Regions from separate parts of the Mus musculus genome. Here regions 1, 2 and 3 are each linked to region 4. Evidence: chromatin contacts called from public promoter capture Hi-C data. All regions are on one chromosome and are shown on one strand. The core of a region is the stretch at or near the end of the contact, and the rest is flanking DNA. Distances in the headings are between cores, read along the strand shown.

Region 1 (2,700 bases), core at 100-2,599, 2.6 Mb before region 4:
TGTTTTTAGTTTTGCTCCTTTTAAAAAAGGTATATACAGTATATTTATAACATGTTTTCTAAAGAATTGAAAAAAAATAGTGTTATATAAAACTAGGGTTTTTGTTTTGTTTTGTTTTGTTTTGTTAAAACAGGGTCTAGGTAGCCCAGGCTGGCCTGGAATTCAGGACACTCCAAAATACTGGGATTCCAGTGTTATTTTGAAATAACTCACCTCAATCATTTGAATTACAACACTCAATTCCATACCAAAATTATGTTGTGTGTGTTTCTTTTCCAGGCTCTGGAAAAGTATGACAAAGGGAGGTGTTTGCCTTGAATTACCAAACTTGTGACTTCTTAGGTTCTCTCTCTCTCTCTCTTTTTTTTTTTTTTTTTTTTTTTTTTTTTTTTTTTTGGTTTTTCGAGACATGGTTTCTCTGTGTAGCCCTGGCTGTCCTGGAACTCACTTTGTAGACCAGGGTGGCCTGGAACTCAGAAATCCTCCTGCCTCTGCCTCCTGAGTGCTGGGATTAGAGGGGTGTGCCACCAAGCCCGGTTTAGGTTCTCTTTAGTGGCTGGTTTTGCTGTAAGTGAATTTAAGTAACTATCCAGAATTAATCTAAAGCACTAATTAGCTTATCCGTTTGGTGTTTACTAGAAGAAAAATCAGGGCTGCCTTCCTTCAGTTTTTGCATTCAGGTTCAACCATTTTTCTAGGGCCTTAAAAGGGGGGCGGGGTGTTCAGATCATGGGTTTTGACACCAATGATGTAGAAATACTGGATTTTCTATTATTATACAATTTGCGAGCCCTTTGTGGGGTTAATGTGCCCTTGAGAAAGTTGCTTATCCTCGCAGACCTTTAAAATGGTAATAATATCCAAGGGCTGGCTGCGGGTCTCCAGCGCTTAGGAAAAAAAACAAAAACAAAAACAAAACTGTTATGTACCACTGAAAAATTCGTTTTCCCCTCATAACTGGAAAGTACAGGAGAAAGCACCATCACCGGGAGCCTAGTTTAACAGCTTTCCATATTTCTTACATAAACCCCTCGCCTCTGGAGCCCCATCAATGAGATAAGAATAGACACCCCGTTCCAAGGGATCCAACGCCTTCTTCTGGCCGCCGAGGGCGCCAGCATCCTTGTGCCATGCACACATCGTGACTGAGCACAAGGTGGCTCAGATTTTTCGGGCACAGGAGCGGCTGTCCCATCGCCCCGGCGCGCCTGCCCACACACTCCGCGGGGGTGGGCCCGGCAGAGGCGGAGCCGTACGCAGAAGCTTCCGGGCCCAGCCTTTCACGTTCCTGATTGGCCCGGTGACGACAAGGGCGTGCGTCCGAAGGCGGAAGGGGGCGTGTCCGCTCAGGAGGAGGCGAGATGGCGGCGTCTGGGGGCCGCGCGTGTGTGCGCTCGCTTCGTGGAGGTGTGCTGTGGCGGAGCAGGTATGGCCGGGCGGGAGGCTGCTGGGGTAGGGATCAGCACAGACCAAGCCAGGCTCTGAGAGCGAAGCCAGTTCTCGTCGCCGGCTCGCCGCGAGTAGGTCTGACAGGAAGGACACGGAGCCACCTTTCGGCTTCAGAACAGGTGCTACAAGCCACCGCGTGGACCGTGAAATGGGTGTGGCCTAAAGGCTGGGTGAAAGTGCACAGGGACAACCAAACCCACCATATTCTGCTGCCCGCTGGTCTCTAGAGTGGAAGCAGAGTCGATCTCCTTTTCACGGGTGTTTGCCTTCCTACCAGGCTGGTGTAACCTGGAAGAGCACGGCACGGCAAAGCGACCTTCACTTGGGGTTCTAAAGCTTTGAGGCGAAAGAATTAGGTTTCTTTATCTGAAAAGTCTGTGGTGGAATTGTGGTCCTTATCCTGCTGACCCCAAACGTCTGGGTTACTTAAGTTCCTAGGCAGCTAGAAGTGGGAGAGCGACATGAGGCATCTATTGTGACTGTTCATTTGGCTTTTTGTCTGCTCCAGACAGTTTCATTAGGTAACCCAGGCTGGCCTCGAAATCACAGCTATCCCCCTGCCTCAGCCTCCCAAGTGCTTCCAAAAAGCCGAGATTACTGGCATGTTTCAGCTGTTTATTCTTTTTTGAAGGGTAGGAGGGGAGAAGAGGAGAGAGTTCTTAACCCAAATGAGAGAGAAGAAACAGTTCTCAACTTGGCTGAGTTACTTAATAGCCTACATACTTATTTCTTTTTGGCAAAGACTACTTCTACCTTTTTACACCGTGTGTGTGTATGCATATGGGTGGTTGCAGGTGTCCATAGGACCATCAAGAGTCTCCTGGAATTGGAGGAATTACAGGTGGTTGAGAGCCATCTGACATGTATGCTGGGAACCAAACTCTGGTACTTTTTTTTTTTTTTTTTTTTTTTTTTTGGTTTTTTGAGACAGAGTTTCTCTGTGTACCCCTGGCTGTCCTGGAACTCATTCTGTAGACCAGGCTGGCCTCGAACTCAGAAATCTGCCTGCCTCTGCCTCCCAAGTGCTGGGATTGAAGGCTTTACCACACCTGGCTCAACTCTGGTTCTCTTAACTGCTGAACCATCTCTACACCACCAACATTGCTCAATTTTTAAAATGTGTGTGTGTGTGTAAATATTTTGCCAGCATGTATGTCTGTGTGTGCCCTGGTACCCATGGAGGCCAGAAGAAAACATTCTAGCTTAATTGGTGACCTTTAGGCTAGTGATGGACCCTGTATCAAAGAACAA
Region 2 (2,700 bases), core at 51-2,550, 2.7 Mb before region 4:
GAAAATTAACTCAGGTGTGGTAGAGTATTTCCAGATACACAGGCAGGAGGATAATGGGTTCAAAGCCAGCTTGGGCTACACAATGAGTTCTAAATGAGCCTTGGAAACATGGTAAAACCTGGATTCAAAATACAACCCAACAAACTCTGAATGTGAAGAATGCTTTTCAAAAAGATCCTGTGCTCTCATTTCCAACCATCCCTGATCTCTGATACTGCTCCACTCTTACCTGTCCAGTCTCCCTTGTGATATGGGTAATTTTTAAGGCACATCATAACTTCAGCCAACTTACACAATCCCCAAATATCAATCAATACTGACCACTGCCCCCAAAGCCCTTCTTGTGGATGACAAGTTTGTAGACCTTTGTGGTTCTCATTTTGTCTTGTGATTTCTTCAGCTGTTCCAATCTTGGAGCAGGGAAGTCATCTTGCTTTCCTGCTACTGAAACACAAATAAAAACATCGAGGATGTCAGGCTTCCTAAATTTGCTCTTTAATTTTAGACCTTGAAGGTACTGGTGGTTGTTCGGCTGAAAGGCGTGCCAACCCTTGCATTATATCGCTCCTCCAATTACCAAGAGAGACAAACAAATAGAAGTGTGCTTTAAAAATTAAAGGGAACTTGGGCTCAGATCTCGTCCATCCTCTAAAGCTATTTTCTCTACCGCATACCTAAAAGGGAGGCTTGTGGTGAGAGGGGCACTACCTTGTTTTTGTCTGCATCAGGAACACCAAAATAGTACAGGGATATTCGAAGAGGTTAGTCCATCACATAAGTAGAGGAACGTCAAAACAAGGGATTCGCCCAAGGTCACTCGAACTGTTATGCACTCCCATGACTCGCGGTCCACTAACAATGTCCTGGGGAAAAGAGAACTGAGGAAGGCTGCGGTTTCCTTGCCGACCCCTCTACTGGTACCAACTCTCAGCGGACCGTCCTGCCTCCATTTCACCGCTGCGGTCCGGGAAGCTTGGTGAGAGAAAGACTGGTCCAAGGTCACACGGGGAACTGCAAGAAGAGTCGGGCCTCGAACCTGGCTCAGGGACCCTTCCTTCAAGCCCCTCAAGTCTCAGCCCGAGGTTGGCGCTCGACTCCCCCCCCCAACCCCCCCACTTCCAGAGCCCCTGCGCGCCTCAGGCCCGGCCCGAGGCCAGATTCCGGACAGATCTCCCCAGGACCTCCTCAGGATATCCCACCTGAGCCCCCACAGTTCGCGCAGCTTCCGCACCAGGGCTCTAGGAACCAGACAGACAGCACCACCGAAGAGCGCTCACCTGAGCCCGCGCCGCTCCCGAGGCTCCGCCCCGAGTCCCCGCCCCTCGCCAGTCCCTGCTCAGCCGGCTTGGCCGCTCTAGCCCAGCCTCCGCCTCGTCTCGGTGGCCGCGCCACTTCCTCCTCCGGGGCTGCGGGGAGGTGGGGGGGGCGGGGCGGGGGGGAGGCTGGGGGCGTGGCGTTGAGTCCGACTTCAAACCGAGTTCCCGTTGGCGTTTCCCGCCACCGTCTACAGGGCTGCCCGCTTTGCATGGAAAATTTGAAAATAGAGCCACAGCCAAGACCTTCGTTTCAGAAGAGCGAAGTGATTTCGTAATAGGAGAAACTCGAGAGAGTCGACTCTTACCTCGCGGAGCTGTTTCCATGTGTTTGACGAAGTTAATAACTAAACCTGGTCCAGAGGGCTATTGAGAAGTGCAAAAGTCTCTGCGGGTGGTGGCTCCCCCTCCTAATCCAGGTTCTGTAGAGACAAGAGTGCTGAACATTCCCTAGAGTTCTTGGGCTATGTAGCAAGAAAACGGGGGTGTGTATAATTCATGAGCGAGTTACTAACTTATTGAAAACTGTTAAATATAATTAAGAAGTACAAGTTAATGATAAGTACAAATGTAACATGTACAGAGACAAGCTTGGAAGGAGAAACCAATTTACATTACCCATTATATACTCTTTTGTTGTCAAAATTAAACCTAATGTACATAAGTCAAAACAAGTGTACAGTAAACTTAAAGTTTGTTTGATTAAAAAAAATATTCAAAACATTGAATGCCCGAGTACAATGGGTTAAATCTACAATAGGCTCGCATGGCAGAAGGCCCAGTAGTTTCCTTAGATGGGGCATAAATCATCCAACCAGAGTAAATTGCGTGGTGGCACACGCCTTTAATCCCAGCACTCAGGAGGCAGAGGCAGGCGGATTTCTGAGTTCGAGGACAGCCTGGTCTACAAAGTGAGTTCCAGAACAGCCAGGGCTACACAGAGAAACCCTATCTCAGAAAACCAAAAAAAAAAAAAAAAAAAAAAAAAACCAAAAAAACAAAAACAAAACAAAACTGTAAGTTGTGTGTTAGCCTCATTACAGAGTAAGGATTCATGGGAAGAAGAACCTGCTAGAAGGCCTGACCTGTTCCCACCTTGTAGGCCAAAACAAACAAACAAAGCCAAAAACCTCCTTATCTAAAGATGAATTATTCCTCATGTCTCAAAAAATGGAGGTGGGAAAGGTAGATTCTCTTGTCCATTGGAGGATCTCAGAGTCTGCACCACATCCTAAATGACTTAAAGAGCAGAGACAAATAGCAAGATGCTATCTATACACAGGGGAATCTGTCCTGTGAGTGCTATGAGACCCACTTGCTAGTTCAGTCAGCTACACCCTCCACCCTGTTAGCAAAAGCAACTTTCAGGAAACACACCCTAACCGTG
Region 3 (2,700 bases), core at 194-2,693, 2.1 Mb after region 4:
CATATGTAAGGAAAAGAGAATTCAAATCTCCATCTTATTCCCCAAGGAACTTTTAAATGCTGGGGATAGTAGTTTGGTGGCAGATGATTTGCCTAGCATGAATGAGGCCACCCCCAGTCCAAAACAACCAAGAAGCACACAACTGTCATGTGGCTGACCCTCATAATGCTGCAGGTGAGCCTGAGAGCAAGCAGCCTTGGAAATCAACAGTTAAGTGTCCTGCATCCTACATTTAACCCATGACTCAGCTACAGCACAGCACCCAAGCCCAGCATATAAAGCATAGGCAGGCAGTCAATAAAAGCTGGCTTCAAAGCAGACAGGCACTGCTCCTGCTGTCCTGTGGCTGCAGATTGGAGGAAAGATGCACCTGAGCAAATACTGCCCACCTACACAGGACAGGACAAGGACAAGCAGGGCTGAGGGGGGAGAAACACTTGACAAATGGTTATCAACGCTGTACACTGTAAACTATGCAGGATCTGTTGGACTGTAATTACTCAACACTTTTGGCAAAAAGCAGCAAAATGATCAAGGAAAGAAAAAAGACTGTGGCACTGTTACAAGTTTCGTTGGGCCTAAGAGGTGACACCATAGGTGTGCTTAGGCCCAAAGGCTCCTTTTTTCCTCCTGTCCCAAGTCTACTGGGCACGGAGTTCCAGAAGGTTTGGCTGATAGCCACAATCTGCAGAAGGCAGAGAAGTCTGTCCCCTGGCAACTGCCTCTTGAGCGCACGTGATGGTTTGTTTTCAGTTATCCAGCGAGGTAGCACGTTTGCTCAGGCAGCCAATAGCTGCGTGGTGCTGCCCTCACCAGTTCTCCAGGCGGCCAATCCTGGCTTCTGGCTCAACGAGACAGCTGCGACTCCTCCACTTAAACTGCCAATTATCTCCTGACCTCATCTCCATCACTAGTCCCTCCAACTTCCGCCTGTCGCTCGCCAACGTCTGGGGTTTCCTACCCTCTCCGTTCTCCTTTTCTTGTAACAAGGGTGACTTTAACAGCTGACGTGTCCCTTCATCCCCCTCCCCCACCCCAAGAACAAGGAAAGGCACTCACCCGCTGCCGTGCCACAGCACGGGGGCACCCACCAGGCGGAGGAGAAGATGGTGGCTATCACCTCGTCGGGGAAGAGCGTGACATTCCGCTGGATCTGCAGCAGGTTGAGCACCAGGGCCAGGACCACGCCAAATGAGAAGAGCACTAGGCTCCGCTGCACCAAGTCGTGGTGCCAGCTGCCCGGCCGCGCGCTGCATCCTGTGGTTCCCGCTCGCTGGCCCCGGGGCGCGTGCTCGGGTTCGGGGACTCCGGGGCCCTGCGGACAAGCGGCCGCCGCAATCATGCCTCGCGGGAGGCTGTACGGCCTCGCAGCGCCCGCGCTTGGATAGTTCCAGACGTGGTCGTGCAGCCTGGGCATCGGCGTCCAGGCACAGCATGGAAGGTACACGCCACGACACTACACGTACCGCGCCCGGACGGCCCAGGAGCGGCCGCGGCCCCGCGCGGTTTCCGCTTATAAGGCAGGCTGCCACCGGAGCCACGTGACCTCACCCAGCCTATCCGCCGCCCGCGCGCCCTGCTGGGGGGCGTGTCTTCAAGCGGCCCCGCCCTGTCCGCGCGCCTGTCCGCTCGGGGTCTGGTGAGGCCGCCGGAGCCAATGGGAGGAGGGCGGCCCATATGACGTATGCACACGCCACCGGGGGGGTGGGGCTGGTGCCCGGCACGCGCTCGAGCGCGCGCTATTCGGGCAGGCGCCGGGGCGGGCACCGGAGCGGGCGGCCAGCGAGTCAGATGGTCCGATGCTGCCCTATTGCGCTGCCGGACCTCGGTTTCTGAGATAATGAGGTCCACGCAGGTCCGAAGGAAAGGACCCGGAGCGCAAACCCTCCTGAGTGCTTAAAAGACCTGGGATCGCTTGGGCTGGCTGCTAATGGCAAGTGCTCTGCAGGTTCACAGCTCAGACCAGGGCTCCCCTAGCCAAGACGCCACCGGCTAAAACCACAGGGTGGTGAGCAGGCCTGAAAAGGCACTGTGTGTGTGTGAGACCTTAGGTAAGGAATGTGGCTTTGTGCCAAAAGTGTAAAACAAAGTCACCCTCCTAAGCAGGCTGTTTCTCAGAGATCATGGGGGCTGTCATTTTCCCAGCGTGACACGGGTGTGGAGACCTGGCTGTCTTTCCCTCACAGCCTGTCCACTCCTCTCTTAGGCGGCTCTATGCGTTGTTTGGAAGAGCTTGAAGCAGTTTTGACTTCAAGGAATGTTGCAACTTGGGTCTTCGCCATTTTCCACACTCTGGCCAGTCCATGCATGTGAGGTTTCATGGGCATACACACACGGGGGTTGGGGACATCAGTACTGTATGGTGTATTACAGCAACATGGGAGCCTTTTTGACAGCAAGAAAGCAGGAGGGCCTGCCCAGCTTCAGCTGATAGGAAATTGTTAAAGGCAGTGAGTCTCTGCTGTGGGATGTAGCAGGTGCTGCCTCTACCACCCATCATCAGCTGCAAGTACTCTAAACAGATGTTGAGAAAGCGACACCTGTGTAAATACACACAATTTTGCCCCCAAGGAACAGACACATCGCTCATAGGAAACTTGGCCCTAAGGAACAGACATGCCAGTCACTTGCAGGAAGCTGGCTTGATGGGACAGTCCCAGACCCTGCACCCACGCCCCAGCACCAAGCATCTGTCTTGTG
Region 4 (2,700 bases), core at 36-2,535:
GTACCAGCTTAAAGTGTTCTTGGTGGTGGAAGACTTAGTTTGACTAGAGCTTTAAAACAGGACGCTCCTTTCTTTCTAGAATCATTTTAGCCATTTCTTTCCTGTGTGGCAGAATAATCAATTAACTAGCAAGTGCCACTTCTGTTTGAATCCTGGCTTGCCACAGAGAAGGTATTATAATCTTTCTGAGCCTGTCAAGTCACCGAAAGTGCAAATGAAACGTGGGGTTTGTGCGTATTAAACAAAATGGTGCACACACCGGAAGCTGACTTTACTTTCTTTTGAAAACAATCAGTTTATTTCAGGGCTCATCTTTCCAGCACCAAAACAAACAACTCACACCCTGGCGCCCAGAAGAGCTGAACTCTCAATTAAAAGTAGACTTAGGTTCTAGACTAATTCTACCACCTGTGGCGCAGTCTCAGTCACTAGCTACGGCTACTTCACAGAAAAAAGAGTGAGGGGTGGCAGGTTTGCCCAGATGTTTGCTGGGTTAGAAAATGTCCGTGAACCCTGGATCACCAAGCAGACTGGAGGACTGTCTTGGCTGCTTTCACCCCCGAGACCCGCACTTAACGACGCGTTCTCAATCTCTACAGCCGCCAGACTGCCTAGACAGGTCAACAACAGGGGAAACGACACCGCTCTGACACAGCCCAGCGTTTCACACACACGCAATCCATTCGTAAACCTGAAGTGACAAATGCAGACAGAAGACACCGCTGCCGCGAGCTACGCGAGAACGCGACCACCGCCCGCCCTGAGGCGGTTCGCACTGGAGGCCTGGACCAGCCTGTCCCGCTCTTGGGACTTCGACCCTCACAGCAAAGGGAAGCGGCCGCGGGCATCGACGAGAAGAGTCGGGAGCAAAGTGGCACCTGCCTGTGGGGAAATCAGAAGAAAACCGAGAAGCGCGCTGCCGCACCTTAGAGTCCGCGAAAACTGCCGCTGCCAACAAGGTCAAGTCCAGACTGACAAACGTCCGCCCACGCCGAGGGGCGGCTCCCGCTCCGCAAGGACCCCCTCTCGCCCCGCCCGCCATCACCGCGGCATTTACGGGCTGCCCGCTGAACGCCTGAGCAGAAAGTCAGACACTCCGCCCTCTCCTCGGAGGTCCTTAGTCTCACCTTCAGAGAAATCATCCTTTCGGCTCGCTTAGTTGAGAGCAAGAGGTAGGGCGACAGGACGGGTGGCAACTCAGAGTCTGCGTTTTAGTAAGGCGGCACTTAGGACACCCTGCCGGACAGGCTCAGAAAAGAAAAGCCCTCGGCTCCATTGCCCCCCACTAGAAGAGCTTTCGTCCTCTTCTGCTCAAGATGGTGGCGTCCCGGGCGATTGGCAGTCTCAGTCGCTTCTCTGCCTTCAGGATCCTACGCTCCAGAGGTGAGCCTGGAGAGGGCTCGGGAGAGTCTCGGAGTGCCTTCAGGAACTGGGGCGGCGGGGAGCAGCGTTTGCCTCTCACTGTCTGCCTCCCACCCCTTTCCCGGGACCCGTGGAAATGGGGCTACTGTTCCGAGACCCTATTTCCTGTGTCCTTGTAAAGGAACTGTCACACCCTCTCTCGCCCTGCTCCGGCAGTGTCAGGCTCTCCCCTAACTTTCCTGAGTCTTTTCCACTTAGTCTGGCAGTTTGCGCAGGTCTCTGCTGTAGCCCTGAGCTCACGCCCCTCTTGTCTCCCTTAATGTTTGTCTTGGCCCTGACACCGCTAAGTTCGGAGGACTAAGTAAGACCTGTCACATTTTTGAGGCTCTACTACATGTTAGTCGCCATAAGAGATATCTATCAGCCTTCTCGGTGACATTGACTACTAGCCTTACAGATCAATGCCACTCCTTGATCTTTTCCGTCAAAACCATTTTTCCCCCCCAGAGAACTCAGCTCTCCCACTTCAGTAATCTTAGTTTGAATGTATAGAAGGTTGAAACTGGAGGTTCTCCGACTTAGGCAAAGAAATTTTGATGAGGAAAAAAATTTTTGATCACTTAGAAACTATTTCTAATCTCATTTCTGTCGATTCCCAGTCAGGCTCCAGGAACTGCATTCCTTTTCAAGCTGGCAGTGAAAGGGTTAAAGGGGTGTTGTTAGAAAACAGCCTTTTCCCAGACATCCCAAATCTGTAAGGGCAAATGTAACTTCATTGTGTATCATACTTGATACTAGTTACTTCCCAGACTTTAGTTTGTAACGTGAATTCACTTTAATTTTCCTCACAAAAAAAAAGGGATGCGTGTAGAATTTACTTCTCTTACCCTCCCCTGGCATTTAATTGATTGAATCTTTTTCTACTTTTTTAAAAACCTCCATAGATCGATTATGTGTAAATAGCCAAAATTGCTACCCACCAAAAAAAAAAAAAAAAAAAATTAAAAAAAAAAAAAAAGTGAAGTGGACTGGGTGCTAATTCACCTTTAATATTAGGTGGGTCTTTGTGTTCCTGTCTGGTCTACATAGTTCCAGGCCAGTCAGGGCTACACAGTGAGACCCTGTCTTTTAAAAAAAAGAAAAGAGCCGGGCATGGTGGCACACGCCTTTAATCCCAGCACTTGGGAGGCAGAGGCAGGTGGATTTCTAAGTTCAGGGCCAGCCTGGTCTACAGAGTGAGTTCCAGGACAGCCAGGGCTATACAGAGAAACCCTGTCTCGGAAAAACCAAAAAAGAAAGAAAGAAAGATCCATCGATCTCTATGTCTCCTGTTTGCAC

Evidence for each region. Promoter capture Hi-C pulls out the DNA fragments that hold promoters and counts their contacts. Capture Hi-C pulls out chosen DNA fragments and counts their contacts.
Region 1: a promoter capture Hi-C map of the C10 cell line shows a contact between it and region 4, with 4 times the contacts expected there. The contact joins the promoter of Pisd here to the promoter of Hadha in region 4.
Region 2: a promoter capture Hi-C map of pre-B cells shows a contact between it and region 4, with 3 times the contacts expected there. The contact joins the promoter of Depdc5 here to the promoter of Hadha in region 4. A contact is called at or near these places in 3 of 39 promoter capture datasets (hippocampal neurons, liver and pre-B cells) and 2 of 9 other capture datasets (adipose tissue and liver).
Region 3: a contact with region 4 is called in a promoter capture Hi-C map of liver, with 2.8 times the contacts expected there. The contact joins the promoter of Insig1 here to the promoter of Hadha in region 4. A contact is called at or near these places in 1 of 484 Hi-C or Micro-C datasets (CD4 T cells), 2 of 115 datasets of contacts at active chromatin or transcription factors (astrocytes and thymic regulatory T cells) and 2 of 9 other capture datasets (adipose tissue and liver).

What each region holds. Positions count from the first base shown.
Region 1 is chr5:32,784,275-32,786,974 of GRCm38.p6, reverse strand. Pisd (phosphatidylserine decarboxylase) reads left to right here and starts at 1,349. Exons shown (of 8, transcript NM_177298.3): 1 at 1,349-1,426. The coding sequence starts at 1,362.
Region 2 is chr5:32,862,321-32,865,020 of GRCm38.p6, reverse strand. It overlaps Depdc5 (DEP domain containing 5), which reads right to left and starts at 1,300. Exons shown (of 43, transcript NM_001170567.1): 1 at 1,200-1,300; 2 at 322-444. The coding sequence starts at 379.
Region 3 is chr5:28,070,155-28,072,854 of GRCm38.p6, reverse strand. Insig1 (insulin induced gene 1) reads right to left here and starts at 1,443. Exons shown (of 5, transcript NM_153526.5): 1 at 1,060-1,443. The coding sequence starts at 1,417. The region is part of intron 1 of Gm35223 (a long non-coding RNA gene); the gene reads left to right.
Region 4 is chr5:30,153,565-30,156,264 of GRCm38.p6, reverse strand. It overlaps Hadha (hydroxyacyl-CoA dehydrogenase trifunctional multienzyme complex subunit alpha), which reads left to right and starts at 1,285. Exons shown (of 20, transcript NM_178878.3): 1 at 1,285-1,383. The coding sequence starts at 1,317. It overlaps Hadhb (hydroxyacyl-CoA dehydrogenase trifunctional multienzyme complex subunit beta), which reads right to left and starts at 1,012. Exons shown (of 16, transcript NM_145558.2): 1 at 926-1,012.